Regions from separate parts of the Ovis aries genome. Here region 1 is linked to region 2. A link is a contact called in public Hi-C data. All regions are on one chromosome and are shown on one strand. The core of a region is the stretch at or near the end of the contact, and the rest is flanking DNA. Distances in the headings are between cores, read along the strand shown.

What was found. Hi-C and Micro-C count contacts between places; a contact is called where the count stands out from the background.
Region 1: a Hi-C map of tail adipose tissue shows a contact between it and region 2, with 3 times the contacts expected there. The contact joins the promoter of MAFB here to the enhancer-like site in region 2. A contact is called at or near these places in 2 of 16 Hi-C or Micro-C datasets (liver and tail adipose tissue).

The regions. Positions count from the first base shown.
Region 1 is chr13:69,374,358-69,379,176 of ARS-UI_Ramb_v3.0, forward strand. It overlaps MAFB (MAF bZIP transcription factor B), which reads right to left and starts at 1,682. Exons shown (of 1, transcript XM_012189206.4): 1 at 1-1,682. The coding sequence starts at 1,302. The coding sequence ends at 331.
Region 2 is chr13:69,213,422-69,218,346 of ARS-UI_Ramb_v3.0, forward strand. No RefSeq gene overlaps it. Among named protein-coding and RNA genes, the nearest start is that of MAFB, 160 kb to the right of the region's middle. Within about 2 kb of position 2,635, at least 3 of the 54 cell types and tissues checked have an H3K27ac peak or open chromatin away from gene starts, as enhancers often do. A contact at or near this core is called in tail adipose tissue, where this site is marked.

The DNA of each region.
Region 1 (4,819 bases), core at 432-2,931, 160 kb after region 2:
AGACGGCCTTGGCGACTCCTCGCGACTATGCCTTGCCGCCCTCCAGCCTGGAGAAAAGTTGCTCTGGGACTTCCCACCCCCTTGCCTCTCTCTGGCTCTGCTCGAGTCTAGGAGGCGGCGCTGGCGCGCGCCGCGCTCGATTTGGCCAAGGTCCCCTGCCTGCCCGCGCGCCCTCCCGTCGCCCGCGTCCCGCGCGCCCTTCCTCCCTCTAGTCGAACAGGTCAAGGCTGGGGCCGTGGCAGGGACAGGGTCCGGGGGAGTCCGGGGCTGGGGATACGGGACGGGGGAGTCCGGGCCGGGGCAAGGGTGGGGGCCGGGAGCGGCCACGACTCACAGAAAGAACTCGGGAGAGGAGGGGCTGTCGCTGGTGGAGCCCGCCTCCCTGAAGCCGGAGTTGGCGAGTTTCTCGCACTTGACCTTGTAGGCGTCTCTTTCGCGGGCCAGCCGGGACACCTCCTGCTTAAGCTGCTCCACCTGCTGAATGAGCTGCGTCTTCTCATTCTCCAGGTGGTGTTTCTGCTGGACGCGTTTATACCTGCACGACTGGGCGTAGCCCCGGTTCTTCAGGGTCCGCCGCTTCTGCTTCAGGCGGATCACCTCGTCCTTGGTGAAGCCCCGCAGGTGGCGGTTCAGCTCGCGCACGGACATGGACACGAGCTGGTCGTCGGAGAAGCGGTCCTCCACGCTGCCGCTACCACCAGCCGCCGTCGCCGCGGCCGCCGCGTGCGGGCCAGGCCCGGCGTGGCTAGTGGGCAGCTGCTGCGCGGGACTGGCCGCGCTGGACGGCGGCGGCGACGCTTGGTGGTGGTGGTGATGGTGCGGGTGCGCGTGCGGGCCCAGCTCTTCGTGAGCCACTCCGGGGCCGGGGTACGCGTGGTGTGGATGTGGGTGATGGTGGTGATGGTGGTGGTGCGCGCCGCGGAAGCCGTCGAAGCTCTGCAACGGCTGGGGCACTGGGTGCGAGCCTATGAGCGCCTCCACCGCGTCCTCGGGCGTCAGGTTGAGCGCCTCGGGGTTCATCTGCTGGTAGTTGCTCGCCATCCAGTACAGGTCCTCAAGGTGAGTCTTCTGTTCGGTGGGGCTGAAGCTGGGCGACGAGGGCACCGAGCTGCACGGCGTGCTGAGCGGTGTGGACGACACCGAGCCGGCTGGCTGCAGGCGCGTGCAGGGCCGGCCCGGGCGCTCCGCGCGCCCCAGCGGCTCCTTCTTTACGTCGAACTTGAGCAGGTCGAAGTCGTTGACGTACTCCATGGCCAGCGGGCTGGTGGGCAGCTCCGGCCCCATGCTCAGCTCCGCGGCCATCGCTAACGCGAGGCGCAGCCGCCGCCGCCGCCCGGGAAACTTTGCGGCCGGCCGGGACGCGCCGAGCCGGGAGCCGGGGCAAAGAGCGGCGAGCCCGGGAGGCGAGGAGCCGAGGGCGCAGCGGGCCGGGGCCGCCGGCCAAGCCTTTGTCTGGGGACGCGGCGGCGCGCCGGAGAATCCCGAGCCTGCCTGCGCCGCCCTAGAGCTCGGGGCTGTGGCCGCGCCGGGGCCGGGCAGGGCCGGGAGTGGGTGGAGAAGCGAGCGGGGCGCGCGGCTGGGCGGAGGGGAGGCGCCGGGCAAGCGCCAGCCGCTCGCTCTCTAGCTCTCTTGCTCTTGGGCTCTCTGGATCGCAGCCGCTCGCAGCCCGGCGGTGCAGCTGTGCGGGATCCGGCGCCGCTGCTGCCTTTTATCTCCTCCCTGATGTCACCGGGGCGCGGGGGCCCGGGCAGCCCAGCGCGCTGGCCAATGGCTGCACGGGCCCCGCTGCCGGGCGGCGCAGGGCGGGGCGCGCCTGACAGCTCCTCCGCCCCCCGAGTCAGCTGACTGGCGGCGCTAGCAGCCGGAGAGCCGCCGAGGCCTGGCGGAGGGCTGAAGCCGAGAGGGACCGCCGGCCCGGGCCCAGCCCCCACACCCCCCCCTCGGTGTCCCGGCCCCCGCCCTCTCGCCTTCGGTGCGCGCCCCCTCCCTGCCCCAGGCCTGGCCGCCGCCTCCACCACTTCCTTCGCGCGCTCTCCTCCCTCTTTACCCTTGGTTCCCCCAACCCGTGTCCCCCAAGCCCCAGAGGCTCAGAATGAGCGCCGGGACGACACCTCTCGAGTCCATTGTTCCCAAGCGTCCCCTGCTCGGTGGGAGATGCACCGTGTGCCGAGCGGCCTCGTATGTGCAGTGCCTAGCTGTGTTTCTGCAAGTCTGCGCATATTTGTGTGTTGGGGTGGCGGGGTTGGGACTCCGAGATTTGTGTTCAAATCCAACTCAGTCTCAGGGGACCCTCCTCGAGGCCAAGCGGGAGCTGTCCTCCTCCTGGCGGGTGCGGTGGCCAAGTCCTGAGATCGGCCTCGGTTCCCCGCACACCCCACCCACAAATGCATGAGATGAAGGGAGCGGGAGAAGAGCTGGTCCAAAGGTTCCGAAGCCCTCTCCCCAGCCAAACGCGGAGAATCCACTGAGTTCTCCATGGCTGGGCACTGAGGCCAGTGCAGGATGGTGCTCTGGGTGGCTCCCGGCTGCTGGGAAACCGGCCCTGTTTTTGTTTGAACGTTTTGTAACGATTAAGCAGATCCCGGCGTCAGCCGGAGAAGGAGAGGCTCAAACAGGCATAAAGTGCGACTCCAAGTGGCCACTGTGCGCCAAGACGCGCCGAATCGCGGGGCCCGCAGCGGGAAGGCTCTACTGACCACTCGGACCCAGGTGGGTCTTCCCAACCGGCCCAACCCAAGGCGGCCCGGAACGCAGTCTGTGTGTGCACCGGAGCCCAAGACAGTTTCTTCTAGAGCCACGCACAGGTTCTCAGTTCGGTCCTCCGCCTCAGCCCCGAGTTCCGCGCTGATCTCCCTCCATGAAACTCCGCGCTCCGGCTCCGGGGGGGTCAGGGGTCGGAGGAGCAGGGAGGGATGCCTGGAGGCGGCACCTCGCACGGGAAGGTCCTAGGCCGAATTAGACGGATGGCCGAAAGTGGAAACGCCACAGCGAGGGGCCCCAGGATTGTCCGATGAGAAACCAACCCCGAGCGCAGACGGAGACCCCTGAGCGCACCGCACCGAAGCATCCATACAGTGCCTGGGCGCTGCGCACTTTCTCTATCGGGTACAGGGTGGCCCGAAATATGAGCTCTGGAGACCCCGGCCAGGGCGCAGAAGCCGGAAAAATCGCGAATTCGCTGTAACCGGAGACACGACCCGCCTCCGGCGTTGCCTTCTGCTCTTCCACTTTGCACGAGCGCAGCAAAAGACAGAAGAAGCGCGCGCTGGGTGAGTGTGTCCCGGCCGCCGCCTATGCAGGATCCCCACCCCCCCGCAAGACCGACTCCAGAATCAGGTGGGCACGCTCATGCGGCGACGGCCAGATGTGGTGTTTTAAGTGTGAGAAGGTAAAATATTTGCCTCCAGTCAATTTTGAAAACTCTGTTCTCTTGCGCCCCCGGTAAGACTGGAGTGAGGTGTGACCCTGGGCCTTCTATTTTTAATAAAATTAATATATTTGAACTAAGAGTGGGACTGAAAGGTTTGGATCAGCAGCTGTAATGCTGGAAGAGCCGGTCTTCAATCCTCTACGCGAAGGGTGCTCTCCGCAGAAAAGATTAGGCTGTTTCCCAGGAGAGTCCCGGCCATGCCGCCGCCCCGCCCCTGCTCGAAGGTGGGCGCTCCGGACAAGCACCCTGCGGGTCCCTGCCTCGTTCTCCCGCAGCCAGAGCGCACTCAGATCGCGGCTCCGCAGGGGCACGAGGGGTTCGAGGCTACACTGCGTCGGCCTTCTCGGATCTGTGCAGGCTATGGCTCAGGCTCCTGGCGGCCAGAGCCGGACACACGCACTGGGCTCTCCCGGTGCCACTGAATCCCATCCGTCAGCTCCCTCCTTCGCGCGCGCACTCTGGCCTTCTGAGAGAGCACTGAGGCTGCCCGGCCGGTCTGGGCCCCTCCTGGTGGACCCTCGGGTCTGTCTGACCCTTACTGTCGAGGACCCAACCTGAGTATCAGGAGTGTGCCACATGGAGGCCTGAAGATTCCTTCCGCCCCAGCCCTCTGGGTTCTAGCCTCCTGCTCGCTTGCGGGCATCCCGCCGCGCTCTCCAAGCGTCTAGAACTCGGGCTTTGTCCGGGCGGTCGCGTTCCTCTTTGTCCCTGAGCCTCTGTCTCCCGTTTCGGTGCCTCCCTTCCCCTGGGCTCTGGCTTAGCTGTCTCTGTACAGTTTAAGATCCACCTTTCCCAATAGCCAGCCCTCCTCTATCCACCCTGCACCCAACCACCTCCACCCAAAACTTGGAAACTGGATAAAAGTGAAGCAGACCGGCGTGTTACTCCGGAGTGAAAGCCAATGCAGAAAAGCCGACCTCGAGGGGCGGCCCGGCCTCCCCGCCCTGGCTCCTGCTGCACTCTGCCACGGGGTCGCGGCGCCCCAAATCCCAGTGGCGTCTTTCCCCTGCTAGCCAACGCGGGCGCCTGTTCTCCGAACCCGGCGCGCGAGAAGGGGTGGGGGTTGTAGGGATCAGCGTGCGGGGATCCCCATCAAGGCGTACCCGGAGGCTACACCCCATCCCTGAAAGATGAGTGAGATAGGGAGTGAGGGGAAGAACGGAATAAAAGAGAAGGGCTAGTGGGACTAGAGGAGACGTGAAGGGAAGGAGGCCAGGAAGCCTCTTTTGAAGGAAAGCCAAGCGGGACTGGTGGCGGCCAGGGTCAAATATATTAACTGTGTCTTCTGAACAGTTTGCTGTCTCTAACCCCGCAAACTCTAAATTGAAGTTTTCACCCCTTCTCCCTACCCACCCCGGGTGGGGTCAGGAGCGATGCCTTCTGAGCGCA
Region 2 (4,925 bases), core at 1,385-3,884:
CAACCCACTCCAGTATTCTTGCCTGAAAAATCCCATGGACAGAGGAACCTGGCGGGCTACAGTCCAAAGGGTCACATGGAGCTGGACATGACTGAAGCGATCTAGGCAGCACACACTAATGTTTGAGATCTCAACTGACGCATTCCTTCTTCAGAAAAGCCACTTTGACCTCCTTAACCATGCCAGAGCCCTCTCCGAATATCTCTTTGTACCTTGTACTTCAGAGCACTGCTCACAGGTGCAATTTGTGTAGTATTTGAAAAATCTCACTTACCTACTGAGTCAAGTCAGTGGTTGGGTTTCCTTCTGCTGGAACCCCAGCATTTAGCCCAGAGAAGGGGGGTTCTTTATTTGAATGAATGAAGGAGTAACTTTCCTCCTCTTTCCCACCCCACAGGCCTTCAGTCACAACCTCCCCATCTCTCCCCAGGGCCTCCCCCTTCCATCACCAAACCTGAGGAGGGAAGTCATCTTGGACGGCACCTTTCTGGTAACAGGAGTCAGAGGACTACCGGAAAATCACCTGGGCTTCAGATTCTCCTCACCTGATTTCAAATCCCATCTCAGCAACTTGGACCTGGGTGTGTCACTTGTGTGCACTGAGACTCAGTTTTCTCATCTGTGAAGTGGAGCGGCAACTTCTGCCTTGCAGGACTGCCTGAGGCACGAGAACAGGGAGTAGCCTAGAGCCCTGCATATTGTGGGGGAGCCCCAGACTCCCAGTTCCTCACAGTCTCCATACTGATCTGAAGCTGGTTTCCACTCTTGTGTTAAAAATGTTGACCTCCCCCCGGGTTTCAGATCCACGGCCTGAATCCAGCAAGGGGACTTTGCTCCATCATTTGTTGGAACCAACCACTGTCACTACCAAGCGCAGGCACTGAGGGCCAACATGAGATTCGGATGGTCCCAGAGACCCCCCACGAGTCTCTGAGACCTGGAACATTCAGCTAACAGGGAGTTAGTTGTACCTGAAAGCCACACAATCTTTCTCCCTTCAGAGACAAGAACCTTGTTTTTCCTTGCAGGGGAACTGCATAGCGCTCTATGGGGCCAAGAGATATCTGTGGGCCAAGACAAGCTGGTCATACTGGGAGAAGACTCATTGACCGAGCTGCAGCCTCAGGAATGAGTAAGGGAGGTCAGCAGGGACCTTCTGCAGCCCTTATCGGAGGGACATCCCAAGCCTCCGAGCCAGAACCATGACCAAGAACTCTGGAACTTCCCAGAACTTCAGCCAGTGCCTTTTTTTTTTTCATTCTCCCCTCTGGATGTGGACTTATGTCTTCAATGAGCTTTGCCCCCAAGTTTCATTCGTCCAATAGTCATTACTGCCAGGTCCCTGCCAGGTGCTGGAAGTACCCTAATGAGCAAGTTCGATGTGGTCCTGCTCTCCGAGAGTTCACAGGCCAGCCTTGGCTTCAGCAGCAGCAGCAGCAAGGGGAAGTGAGGTCTAGGGGCCTGCTTTGCCAGATCTGGGGTATCTGGGATCTTCAGGACAATAGCATGTTAAGGGGGCAAGTCGGGGCTGACCAGGACAAACAAGTAGCCAGCCTGCTCTAAGCAGGCTTCTCTCTGGTCCTCCAGGGGCCTGGGCAGTCCTCAGCCTCTCACCTTTGTCCAGCTCCTGGTGCAAAAGTGGTCCATCACCTGCAATCCAAAACAGTCATTAGTTAACACACAGCAGACCTGTGTTGGTTCACTAAAGCATCCCTAGGAGCTAGGATAGTGTCTGTTCTAGTAAATTCTTGGAAGCAAAGAAGGAAAGGAGGGAGGGGAAGAGGGAGGGAGGGAAGGAAGTAGAGATGGAGGAAGAGAAAGAAGGAAACAGGAAGAAAAAAAAGATAGCAGTGAGTGCCCTGCATTTTTTTCTTCATTTGTTTATTTATCCACTACTTATTTTCCACTTATCTTGAGCCAGACACAGGGCTGGACTCCAGGGATATGAATAAAAACAGATGAGATTTCTGCAGTCATGGAGCTTGTGTTCTGGCACTTTCCGGGCAAACGCACTTAAAACAGCATCCTTTGAGTTCCTCCCGCAGCACAGCAGTCCCACAAAACACCCAAGAAAATGCTCCTCTGTCCGATGACCTTGAATCTATTCCAGTCCTACTCCAGACTTTGGGCAGTCTCGTCAAAAGAGGGAAAGTTCTGAGAAGCTTTGCAATTACATAAAATAAAATAAAATAAAGCCTGATTAACCAGATCAATTCCAAACTTTTTCAGCCTGAAAAGGGATCTTAGAGAAATCAGGGGAGATCCACCTCACTGTCTGCCCGGTGAGCCCCGCCCTCCTGTTGGACCACTTTCCTCCTCCATCTGAGCATCTTACCCACAACCTGGGGATGGAACCTGCAGCCACAGTTTCCAAGGCTTGGGTTTCCTGGCACCTGGGGGGACTGCTGCATTGACCACGCTCCAGGAAAGAGCTCTCTGTGCCATTTTTCCCCCACACATGATGAGGCTACAGAGACGCCTCCTGCCACTCTGTCTTCGAGGCTCAAAGGTGAAGAAGCAGGAGAGGCCGTGAGAGGCCGAGACTCTGATTTGAACAGCAGGAAGGCGGGCAGGAGGCCTGGCCTGACCGGAAGGGTCACGCTATCATGCCAGAACTCCAGGTTTTGGCAGCGCCCTAATCCTGCTTGCCAAGGGAGCCTGGAGACTGCCAAAACCCCTTGCAGATGAAGACAAACATCAGCCTCGTGTTTCTGATTCATTCCTGCTCGGCTCATCAAACTTCTGTTTGGTGAAAGCTGCTTACACTTGAACAAGTCTAAGGACTGGCTTTGGAAATGTGATTTAGCTTTGTCCTGAGATCTCTTGGCCAGATTCAGGCCCTGCCTCTCCCACTTGCAGCCACAAGATGCACTTAGAGAAATGTATCTCACCTTTTCTGAGCCTCTGTTTCCTCATCCATAAGCCGGGGATGGTACTGACCTGGTAGAGTTGCTGGTAAAATCAAATTCCTCGTTGGATCACTTAAGGCCCTGGACTTAATAAATACTAAATAAAATGGTGTGCATTGTTTAAAATAGTATTATGATTACTATCAGCATCTTCATCATCATCACTCTACAATTCAGTGAACTCACAGTTACAAATTTTTGAAATGTTGCATGCTGCTGCTGCTGAGTCGTTTCAGTCATGTCCAACTCTGCGCGACCCCATAGATGGCAGCCCACCAGGCTCCCCTGTCCCTGGGATTCTCCAGGCAAGAACACTGGAGTGGGTTGCCATTTCCTTCTCCAGTGCATGAAAGTGAAAAGTGAAAGTGAAGTCGCTCAGTCGTGTCCGACTCAGTGACTCCATGGACTGCAGCCTATCAGGCTCCTCCGTCCATGGGATTTTCCAGGCAAGAGTACTGGAGTGGGTCGCCATTGCCTTCTCTGGAAATGTTGCATAGACAATCAAGATAGATTATCACATTAACCACCCTCAACGAATACCCCTTCTCAGAATCCATGGTTGTGTAGAACTATCCCCACACTGACATGTGACTTAGATTTGCCAATGAGATCACTTTATCTGCATGAAGGGCAGATTGACCCCAGGCCCTGAAGATGGTCCCAGGCACCTATGTTCCACTTGAGCCCAACACCCAGCTGAATGGAGTCACAAGATTAACCCCAGGAAAGTCCAGCTGCGATGGCTCAGTGGGTAAAGAATCCCAATGCAGGAGACAAAGGAGATGCAGGTTCATTTCCTGGGTCAGGAAGATCTCCTGGAGGAGGAAATGCAATCCACTCCAGTATTCTTGCCTGGAGAATCCCCATGGACAGAGGAGACTGGCAGGCCACAGGCCATAGGATCCCAAAGAATTGGGCATGACTGAGTGACTAAGCATAAGACCAGCAGTCACATAAGTCATTTTCCAAATGCCATTAAGTTTGGGAGGTAGTATTTTACACTGCGCAGTAAGATTTAGGGGCTGTAACACAAGAAAGAGTGAAAAAAAGTAAACATGAGATGTGCAAGTTTTGTAAACCTTTATTCAGTTCCTGAAGGAATTGCTAAATTGGAGAGGGCTGGCTTTTCTGGTGGCTCAGCGGTAAAGAATTCACCTGCCGATGAAGGAGACGAGACGCAGGTTCCATCCGTGGGTTGGGAAGATCCCCCGGAGAAGGAAATGACAACCCGCTCCAGTATTCTTGCCTGGGAAATCCCATGAACAGAGGAGCTTGGTGGGCTATACTCCGTGGGGTCACAAAGAGTCGGACACAACTTGGCGACTAAACAACAAGATCACTGATAGGATGGATTAGCTTGAAGCTGATCTACCTTCTCACCCATTCCTCTAGGGACAAAAAATGTCACCTATCATTTTCAGTAAACAAAGAATGTTGCCTGCCATCAAGTCATCAGCCACTGCAGCTGCCCCACCCCCACCCCCACCCCAGTGTACCCTGCTGTACAGGATACTGGTCCTACATAGTTAAAATGCATATCAAAGGAATTATTTCAGTGAGCCCAGACTCTTGTATCTTCCTACACATGGAAAAGTGCTAAAGTCACTAACTTGAAGTGTCTAATTTTTGTGATTAGCAGTAACCCCTGGAGAAGGAAATGGCAACCCACTCCAGTATTCTTGCCTGGAGAATCCCAGGGACAGAGGAGCCTGGGAGGCTACAATCTATGGGGTCACAGAGTAGGACACTACCGAGTGACTGAGCACCTTGATGCTTGACCATATTTTTGTTTGTTTATTCAGCAAAAACTCCTATGTATCCTGGCTCCTCCCTTACCTTTTTGGAACAGCCCCTCAGAGCTGCCAGAGAGGCTATTTCCAGGGCTACAATCTTCAGTAAGGCCACTGAATAAAACATAAAATCTCAACCTTTAGGATGTGCTTTTATTTTTTTCAATTGACACTCTTCTTTCACTATTTACTTTCTTTAATCTTCTTATTCAACTAGATTCTTTGG